Regions from separate parts of the Oryctolagus cuniculus genome. Here region 1 is linked to region 2. A link is a contact called in public Micro-C data. All regions are on one chromosome and are shown on one strand. Each heading gives the region's core, a stretch centred on a gene start, on an enhancer-like site or on the middle of the called end of the contact. The rest is flanking DNA. Distances are from core to core; before and after follow the strand shown.

Evidence for each region. Hi-C and Micro-C count contacts between places; a contact is called where the count stands out from the background.
Region 1: a contact with region 2 is called in a Micro-C map of ear pinna, with 13 times the contacts expected there. The contact joins two enhancer-like sites. A contact is called at or near these places in 5 of 6 Hi-C or Micro-C datasets (ear pinna, embryonic fibroblasts, psoas muscle and 2 more).

What each region holds. Positions count from the first base shown.
Region 1 is chr8:71,066,350-71,071,572 of mOryCun1.1, reverse strand. No RefSeq gene overlaps it. Among named protein-coding and RNA genes, the nearest start is that of PDLIM5, 52 kb to the right of the region's middle. Within about 2 kb of position 3,037, at least 3 of the 8 cell types and tissues checked have an H3K27ac peak or open chromatin away from gene starts, as enhancers often do.
Region 2 is chr8:70,875,596-70,880,610 of mOryCun1.1, reverse strand. The region is part of intron 8 of PDLIM5 (PDZ and LIM domain 5); the gene reads left to right. Among named protein-coding and RNA genes, the nearest start is that of PDLIM5, 140 kb to the left of the region's middle. Within about 2 kb of position 2,275, at least 1 of the 8 cell types and tissues checked has an H3K27ac peak or open chromatin away from gene starts, as enhancers often do.

The sequences.
Region 1 (5,223 bases), core at 1,788-4,287, 190 kb before region 2:
AACTTATTGGATGAGTATGACTCTTACTTATTTTCTCTTGTCTTTTATTTTGAACAAAGGTTCCAAATATACTGGAAAGTTATGAGTATACCAATTCCCCTTTTACAATTCAGCTGACTTACTGAATGTTTAGCATTTAACTATAGCTATTCTCTCTGTTTCTATGTGTTTTAAAAGAAAAAATTGTACCTAAAATTAGAAAATACAGTTGATGTCATTGTGTCTGAAGCTCATCAGTCTCGTTTCCTGGTACCAATCAAGCTATATTAACATTATTAGAGGAAAAATTTAATTCAAATGTCTATGCAGTATTACTTATAGGCCTAGCACTGTTTAAAATTCTGAAGATTTTTTTGGAAAAAATGTCACAGTTCTTGTTCTCAGCTCACATTACAGCACATCTAACACTCAAGTAATAATTGGCTAACAAATAAGTGTTATATCAGTTAGCTTTTGCTGCAAAACAAGTTCCCTTTAAACTACTCACTTAAGACAAGAATTATTTTGCAGTTGACAGTGCCAGCTGGCAATGTCAGTTTTCCAGTTCTTCTGCTGGTCTTTCCTGGGCTCAAACATGCAGCTTCAGTCTAGGATAGCCACAGTCACATGTCTGGCAATTGGTACTGGCTGAATTGGGGAACAGGGAGTACTGGGCCAAGTGTGTCTGTCAGGATAACCCAAACGTTTTTACATGAGTGTCACAGGGTTCCCACAAGAAACAAGGGAAGGTAGTCCTCAGTGCACAACATTTTCCAAGTCTCTTTTTGCTTCACATTTGCTTATTGTCTATTTGCCCAAATTATGTCACATTTTTTATATCAGATTTATAAGTCCCAATTCATTATAGAAGAGTCTGTTCACAAGCATGGATACAAGGAGGCATGAACAAAGTGGGGACATTATTACAGTAATCTGCAACCAGCAGTATAAAATTTGACCAGAATGAGACTGAAGAGTAATGTCATGGAATAAGTATGATGATGTAACTTCCTCTTATAAAAAAATCAAGCACCAAAAGATATGGTATATCCAAAATAGGCCATAGGAATTACGAGACAAGTTATTATGGCCATACTAGTTTAAGAAAGTCCTCACGGAAATAATGGCATATAATGGCTCTCAGAGAATGGGTGGGAATTGGACACATGGGAGGACTCTGTGGACACAGGGTTAGGAGTGGATAAATGAGGGAAGAACCTTGGGGAAAAAAGGTAGAGACTAAGAACAGCTCATGTGTGTTGAACAGTGAAGGAACACACTTGAGTAGCTGGCTGATCAGGAATACTAGAGAGGATGATGTGAAAATACTAGGAAATAAGCAGGTAAAATCAATGTAAATTCTGAATGGAGGCATTGAAAGCTGAAGCACAATTTCAAGTTCTAACTGCACAACATCAACCCTAATACCCACTGCTACCTTTTCAATGCATCATGTTGTGGCTAATATTATATTAATCCATTAAAACTACATTACTGAAGCTGTAATTTTTAAATAGCATTTTTGATGTAAAGGTATTAGGGTATTAGGAAAAATCATTTAGTAGCACAACTGAAGATAGATGAGGGCAGAGGTAAGCATTAGGAACCAGATACACATTTATTACCACCATCCAAGTTAAAGTACCAACATCAAGAACAGAAAGACTGGGGCAAATAGAGACATCATATTAAATCAGAAAAAGGAAAAGGAAAATTTGAGACATACTTTAAGTAAAATATAGTGGCATTTTAAGACTATAGATTTAGACTCAGTACCTGTCTCCTCCCAATGCCTTTCCTTTTATGTCATAACCTCCCAAAAACTTGAAAAGGGCTGATGTTTCACTACACAGGTTTGGTATTTTAGATGCAGTTGACCAAGTTTGCTTACACGTTCTCCACGTGAAGTGAGAGAGGGAGAGGTCACCACTAGAGGGCAGCAGTCCCCTCACTTGCCACCGCCGTCACTCTTCAGTTTGACTTCCTATACAGATAGTGGTTTTAGTATTTATTCTGGCCAGTAACTGCTCATTTTCTCTTCCTACAGAAAACACCTGCTATGTAGTTTTACTAACTATGAAATTCCACTAATTTAGAGGTAAAATACCTGAGAGTTGTAATCTTGGTAGAACATTTAGAATCTGTTGCCTTTTTTATTGTTATTTTTGGTTCAATAGCTCAGAAATAAGGTGACACCTGGGATCTGAGCAAGAACTTGTTGGTCACACCATGTACTGTAGTGACAAGTAAAATGTAGCCTGTGGCCAGCTGAGTTCTAAATAGGATTGCTCCTTCTCAAGGCTTGCTTTGCCCTTTATCCAGTACACAGGCAGCTGTGACAAGACAGCCCCTTTGCTCAAAATAGCTGTCCACCAGCCTGTCACTCACCTGAAGTGCACTAAGATGGTGGTTCCCAACGTTTTCAAAGTTAGGGACCTTGGCAAGCAATGTGGGTGAGTTAAAGTACGTGTAACATCAAAAATGCTATTTAAAAATTATAGCTTCAGTAATGTAGTTTTAATGAATTAATATAATATTAGCCACAACATGATGCATTGAAAAGGTAGCAGTGGGAACATTCAAAATAGTATCTCAACAGTCACAGTTCAGGCTCACTGCCTCAGCTCATTCATGGGCTCTGATGTATATCCACAGTCTACTTCTTTCCTACGGCACAAGTTCTGGGGTCTACACGAAGGGAATCACTGAGTTTATGTATTAGGCCCCCAAACCACCACTTTCAAGATGGCAACATCTTATTTTCTAGTTAGATTTTAAAAAAAAGTAACCCACTCTTAGAAATGGAAAATGAACAGTTTCAGGGTATGATTAGAAGGCGAGAGTCCCTGGCATTCCTCCATGAGCACATCTGATACAAGTTTGTATGTAGCTGCCTATGATATTCCTCTAAAGATGTATCATGGTTAAAGTTTTTAAAATATCAGTGGCAGTTTGATCTCTCAAAGACGTCAATTCCAAATACAGTCTGTCTGTATGACCTAAACCTCTTCCTTTGGTGTCCTCCTGAGTGCGTAACACACATTCTTAGCTCAAATTTCCTGCGAGTTTTGACATCATAGATGAGGTATCTACTGGCGCTAATACAAGAGTATCTGGCCACATGCAGCTCTGAAGAGAGCCAAGATTCCATAGCTCATGTTAACTGATGGTGAAACTCCACTGCTCAATTCTGGGAAAAGTCAAATTGCATCTTTTATTAAAGTAAATTACTGTATGTTCAGCACTGGTTTCTCATTGGAATTTATCAACCAGAGGATGCAATTAATTAAATAGGACATCCATGGTAGATTATTTATTATCAAGGAGGGGTACCAAATATAATCAGGATCACATATCTACACCGAAGGAAACAAACTTACCCAAAAGGCAGCATTCAATTTCTGTGTCAATTAAGAAACCATCATATAATAAGGGAGAAATATATTATACTTTCATAGGCCTCAAGGCTATTGTATGGTTAAAAAAAAAAAAGAAGCAATTATTCTTACTGTTGTCAAATACTCTTACTCTTGATAAATACAGAAGACAGTTCTATGGGTCACAGGCTAACAGAGAGCTAGCAGCCTGTTTTCCGTAACCTGTACCAGCCATTCCCACCCTTACTAAGAACAAGTCCACAGCCTTTCTCATGGGGTAGCAGGACTCAGGCGAATAATGCATGAGTTGTAGTTGCACCTTTGGGCAGTTGGCAGTGGATAGAATTCTCTGAAATCTGGAGGTCATAGGTTGGGCAATGCTGATCTGGGTCAACCTTCATTTTCTGAGGTCCAGTGAGATTAAAGGATTTATACAAAATGACTTACATCACATAGTTTGTTTATATATTTATGTTTATATTTATATAAAATATAAATCTCCCCAAGGTTTGTCTCATAGAATGTCCGCTTCCCCACAAGTATAGGTGAGAGTCTTCAGAGCCTTTGAAAGATTCCTCCACTAATTCAGAGAATTGTATTTTCAGGAAATGTATCAGCTAGGAGCTGAGAGCACTACTATACTTCATACCTGAAAACTCCAAAGACTGCTCAGGAAACTTATAAATAGAATAGCTACCAATGGTTTGATGTCAGTCTTAAGACATAAATAATGTTTAGCAGGTGTCAAACCAAGGCCTGGTTCTGTCTGATGTTTTCATCTGTGACCTAGATAAGACATTGGCAACCCGGAGGGCCAAAATCTCTTCCAAGAATTGTAAGGGCAGGCACTCAGCCCCCACATCGCACAGTGGAGTACCTGTGCCTGATTCCTGGCTCCAGCTCCTGACTCATGCTAATGCAGACTCAGGGAGGCACCAATCATGGGTCCAGTAATTAGGTTCTTGCCACTCATATGCGAGATCTGGATTGAGTTTCTGGCTCCTGGCTTTGGCCCAGCCCAGCCCCAGCATTGGGGGCATTTGAGGAAGTAATCAGAGGATGGGGAGTTGTCCGTCTCTCAAATAAATGAAGTAAATAAATGGAATTGTATCTGTTAGGAAGCCTTCTGTGCCTCCTGTCCACAGTTTGCTATTTCTTATCTTCTTCCCAAATCAGGTTCCATTTCATTCCCATAGCTCAACTGACCTCACCTAGGAGTTAGATTACTTAATTATTTACCACAACACTATGAGTGATTTTTGCAAAAACAAACAACAACAACAACAACAACAAAACATTCTTCGAAATAGCTGAGAGGCCTTTAATTTTTTTAAAATTTATTTATTTATTTGAAAGTCAGTTATACAGAGAGAAGGAGAGGCAGAGACACGGGGGTGGGGGGTCTTCCATACACTGGTTTACTCCCCAGATGGCCGCAATGGCCAGAGCTAGGCTGATCCGAAGCGAGGAGCCAGGAGGTTCCATGGGGTCTCCCACACTCCCACGAGGGTGCAGGGGCCCAAGGACCTGGGCCATCCTCTACTGCTTTCCCAGGCCACAGCAGAGAGATGGATTGGAAGTGGAGCAGCCAGGACTCGAACTGGCACCCATATGGGATGCCAGCACTGCAGGCGATGGCTTTACCCACTAAGCCACAGCATTGGCCCCAGGAGCCTTTAATTTTTAAAATGATTTTTTTTTATCCAAAAGAGTACTTCTTTGAGATATGCATCACTGCTCTACTTAACATACTAGAATATTTCTTCCTGTGAAGAATAGCTGTAACTTCTCCGAATCCACTAATGTTTAAAAATTCTTTCAAAATTTGAAATCACAACATTCCTTCTCACTGAACCTGAGCTAAACC
Region 2 (5,015 bases), core at 1,026-3,525:
GAAGAATCCTGCTGGCATTCCAAGATTCATATTTATTTTCCCAGGTGTCTTTCACTTCACTATCAAAATGGACTACCCACAACTGTCTGATAATTTGGAGAAAATGACGTTAGTTTCAGTTAATGATTGGTTACTATTTAAAATTTGGCCTGCAAAATGTAATGAAAAAGAAAAACAATTCTAGGATTTATCTATGCTCATTTCTACTGCATTTCATGATGTCTAAAATGTGTTTTATTCCATCAGTTTTCATTAGATACAGTAGGTTCTGCCAGCTTATGCTTTTATGGCCAAGACATCCCTCCCAGTTATAACTCTGCCTCTGGCCTCTGCAAGAAAATCTACTTTCTTAAACCAGGATATCCAATTTTCAGTTATCATTCCATGATCTCAGATGATGTCTAAAAGCAACATTAAATATAATAACAATAAGATGGTGTGGTAAACATAATATTTTCCATTAAGACCAGATTTCTAGATTAACTGCATAGTTGGTTGGAAAAACTACTAGAAAGAGTTTTAGACCAATAAAATAATTTTTCTCTAATATAGATGAGAGAACATGCTAGAACTTTATAACCTGAAATGGATGCACTTGAAAATAAAAATTTGATATCTTGCTTAAAGACAAAGCATTTCATATGTTATTGAAAAATATGACTTAGATAAATTTAATACTCCATACTTGAATATGTGGATAAATGTTCAGCCAGGACCACAGATGACATTCCATTTGACCCTGTTGGAAGTTCAATTCTGGAGCTCAACAAATCTCTCGGGACATCTTATATTCCTAGCTGAAAAGCCAGCCAAAAATTATAAAGGCTTCTTGGAAAAATATTGTTGTAAGCCTAGTGACCTAATTTATGACTTGTTTTTGTTTGTCTGTCTCATGCAGACTTTCTTTATCTCAAGCTTGTTTTTAATGTGACATTGGGAAGTTACTCTTAACAATTTTCCACATTGTTCATGGGAGAGGAAAGCAAGTATTGAATGGTGCAGTGCTAGCACGCAGGTCAGATGATCAGAGTGGCTGAAAGGTGAGATAGGAGGGAAAGCGCAATAGCATAGCATAATTCCTAGGCATAGAGGCAAATAACCTACATTCTCATCACTGTCCATAGCATTTTACCTGGGTAATTATTGTACTATATCTCATCACTTTTGAGTCAAATTACAAAATGAAGAACCAGGGAGGCTGGTCAACTTGCTAATAAAGTGCACATTGCACCTCTCATTCATGCCAGCCCTGATTATTATCAGTTTAATGTCTTTCCTACTGAAGACCTGGAAGCATATATGTAAGGAACAGAATGGGATGTCCACTGGAGCATACATAAAAGTCATATTTTTAAAAAAGATTTATGTATTTATTTGAAAGTCACAATTACAGAAGGAGAGACAGAGAGAGAAAGATTGTCCATCGTGTGGTTCACTCCCCAGATGGCCACAACAGCTGAGCATGGGCTGGGAGCCAGGAGCTTCATCCGAGTCTCCCACATGGATAGCAGGATCCCAAGCACTTGGACCATCCTCCATTGCTTTTCCCAGGCCATTAGCAGGGAGTTCGATCACAAGTGGATCAGCCAGGACACGAACTGGTGCCCATATGGATGCTGGCATTGCAGGGTACAGCTTTACCAGCTATGGCACAACACCAGCCCCCATAAAGCCAGATAAAAATAAAACTAGAATGTTAAAAATTAGACAAAACAATGATTTATTCATAATTTAGTGATTAATTTGAGAGCATAGTTTTCTCTCTATTAAAAAAAAAAACTGGCTAGAATTTTTTGGACTAGTTTCTTTTGCTTATCTTATTCAAGAAGATTCCTTACACCGAGTAAATAATCCCTTGATTATTCTTTTGAAAATAGGCAGAAGCTCTGGAAAGTGGAAAGATAAGGAATCGCAAGAAACAAGGAGTGTCAGTTCTCAGTTTTAGACTCAGATTTGTAATTACTACTCTCTGCCACTGAGTTTTCACTTCTTTAAAATATGTACTTAGCATCTGCTGGACACTGTAATTCTATACAGATACCACTTTGGTGGAGGGCTTGATACCGCCTCTGCTGGCGGTCAGCCGGCATGTGTCAGCCCCTTCACAAATTACCAGCTGCACCTCTCCCCACAAGCCACAGGCTTAGTGAAGATGCCTGCATTCGGTGAACTGACTCAGAGAGAAGAGGTGAAAAGCGTGGCCACTTCAGCCCCGCTGAGGACAACTTGGAAGGCCGTTCTAGCTTGGGAGCTGCTGTGTCATGGGCCGGGCCTGTCCTAAGTCCTGAGTAGCAACTGGACTTCTCCCTTCTGCCAACTCCTGCTCCTCGGCTTCTCTCTTTCACAGCTGTTGATCCTAGGGGCACTTTTTAGGAAGCATCCGCCATGCTAAACCAGTCTTGCAATCTGCTTTCTGGAGAACCTGATCTGCTGCAGAATTATAGTCTTAGATTTATAATTTGGGCCTCAGTTCAGCATGTTCCTTTTATTAATCTTTTTCTCTTTTCTTTGTCATTTCTCATCTCTTCTCCTTAAGTCTTCAACCCAGACCACAACCACACCATTTGGGGAAGTTTTAAAATAAAAGATTAGTTACTGGTGTATGGCAGTCAAAAGGAAGGTACACTCAGTTTTGTTTGCATCAAGTAAGGAGTATTTATTTGCTGATTGCATCAGAGGCAGCCCAGGAGTAGTGAGTAGATAAATGTATGTAAAAGTCAAATACAGTCAGCCGTATGAATACAGCATTGCAAGAGGAGCTTTAAAATGCAGCATTAGCATACAGTAAATGTAGTAAACACTTAAAGTGGGAAAGGAGCGCGTATAATATTACTGTGATTTGCCTGTTAGAATTTTCCATATGCAGTATTTTATAATCACATGTATTAGCCATGTAATCAGTCACTTAATAATCTTATTTGCTGTTTTCTTCATATCCTGAAAAGTTCATTTCCACTTCTCTCCCGGGGAAGGCGCTGCTTTGTGGCCTCTGAAAATGTGTAGGGTACTACGCAGAGATGATGAGGTCAGGAAGGGGCTGCTGGGGGCCAGGGAGATTAAATGCCTTGTAATATGCTGAATAATCCCGCGGAATGAAGAAGACTCATCCTGTTGAAAGTCCCAATGGCATGCTGCTAAGAATGTGCTGAGTGCAAATGCCATGGGAAATTTATTTAATCATCTTACAAATGTAGTGTGTGTGTATGTATGTATGTATTTATATATAATGCATCATTTTGTAAAGCACAGTACAATTTATTTTTAGTTAAAGATTACCTTTCTGGATCTCAACCATTTTTTAAGTTTCTACTGAATGGTAATATTAGTATGAATCTAATGCTTAGTTTTTAATTCTTACTGCCTCTATGATCTATTTACATAAGTATGAACCATTTTAATTTAGCAACAAAGGAACTAGGACATCATGAACAAGAACATACTTTTATCTGTTCTTTCTCTTCCTTGCTTAAGGAATGATAGGTTCTGATGTTTCACAGACTACGGTTATGAATTATAATGCATGATATGGCATTTTTGAAGAATTAAAATATTTACCAAGAGAGTAGTGACTGCTTTTCCCTCTAGTAGGAAAGCAGTTGAAACTCGGGTTACTAGCTACACTGTACAGTAGTGGAAAACCGTTAAGAGAAAAGATATCCTCTTCTACCCTGTCATAGAACTATAACATCTACCTGCTTGCTAGTTGAAGACCATAAGAATGACACTCTGGCACTGGAATAATAAATCTTCAGTTACTTCTGGAACAAGAACCTATCACCTTTGTTCAGTCATTGAAAATGTAGGAAGCAAACTGCATAAGTATTTCTAAACATACCCTTTCACAAACTTTTAAAATTTTAGTCCATTCATAGATATTCATATGACCCACATAAAATAGTTTAGGGAAAAAATCAGTTTGCTTACCTATCCTGTGTCTTCATTATTGATATGTATCACAAACATGCTAATCTTTTGTAGCTTATCCTTATGAAGACACATGTCTGTTGAGTATATTATGCAAAACTGCTGTTCTTCTTAAGCTATGCAAAGAGTGGAAAGTGTTCCCTTGCCTGATAGTCACACGTATTTTTGTGAAATAAAAAATAACAATTAGACTTTCTCCAGACCACAGAGCACCAAGGCTTCCATCATAGCATGGTGTGCTGATACCATCATAGGTATTACCACAGGATATGTTCACCAACCTGGAGAAGAGACTTCAGGTTAAAAAAATGGGTATAATCTCAAAATTTTGATTGATTGTAAATTACAGGGTGTTTATAATTGATCTCTTCATTGTCTGCTAGTGGATTTTAGCATTTTACACAGGGCCTGTTTTGGTGACTACAATGTAAAGGTCGCCATCTATTGGACATAAGTAATTACTGCACTCCATTTCCTTGTGAGGTGAGTGAAATAATGATGCAAGGAACAGAATTCCTGTGTATGTATTTTCACAAACAGATGGTTTAATTCTTTATTCCTGGAAATGCTTGCATATTTTTACAAAATTGAACTTGGAATATCACTACTTAAAAAGATCTTTGGCCGGCGCCGCGGCTCACTTGGCTAATCCTCTGCCTGCAGCGCCGGCACCCTGGGTTCTAGTCCCAGTTGGGGCGCTGGATTCTGTCTCGCTTGCTCCTCTTCCAGTCCAGCTCTGTGCTGTGGCCCGGGAGTGCAGTGGAGGATGGCCCAAGTGCTTGGGCCCTGCACCCGCATGGGAGACCAGGAGGAAGCTCCTGGCTCCTGGCTTCGGATTGTCACAGTACACCAGCCGTAGCAGCCATTTGGGGGGTGAACCAATGGAAAAGGAGGACCTTTCTCTCTCTCTCTCTCTAACTCTGCCTGTCAAAAACAATAAAAATAAAATTTTTATCCATAAAAATTGTATTTGTAATATACAAAGTTGACTTTTTAGTCCAGAATATGCACCAAGTTTCTGAGAAGCAAATTTTATCAGACCAGTGACCCTTCTGTTATGATGCTATTTGGATAAATTTTTTCCACTTCAC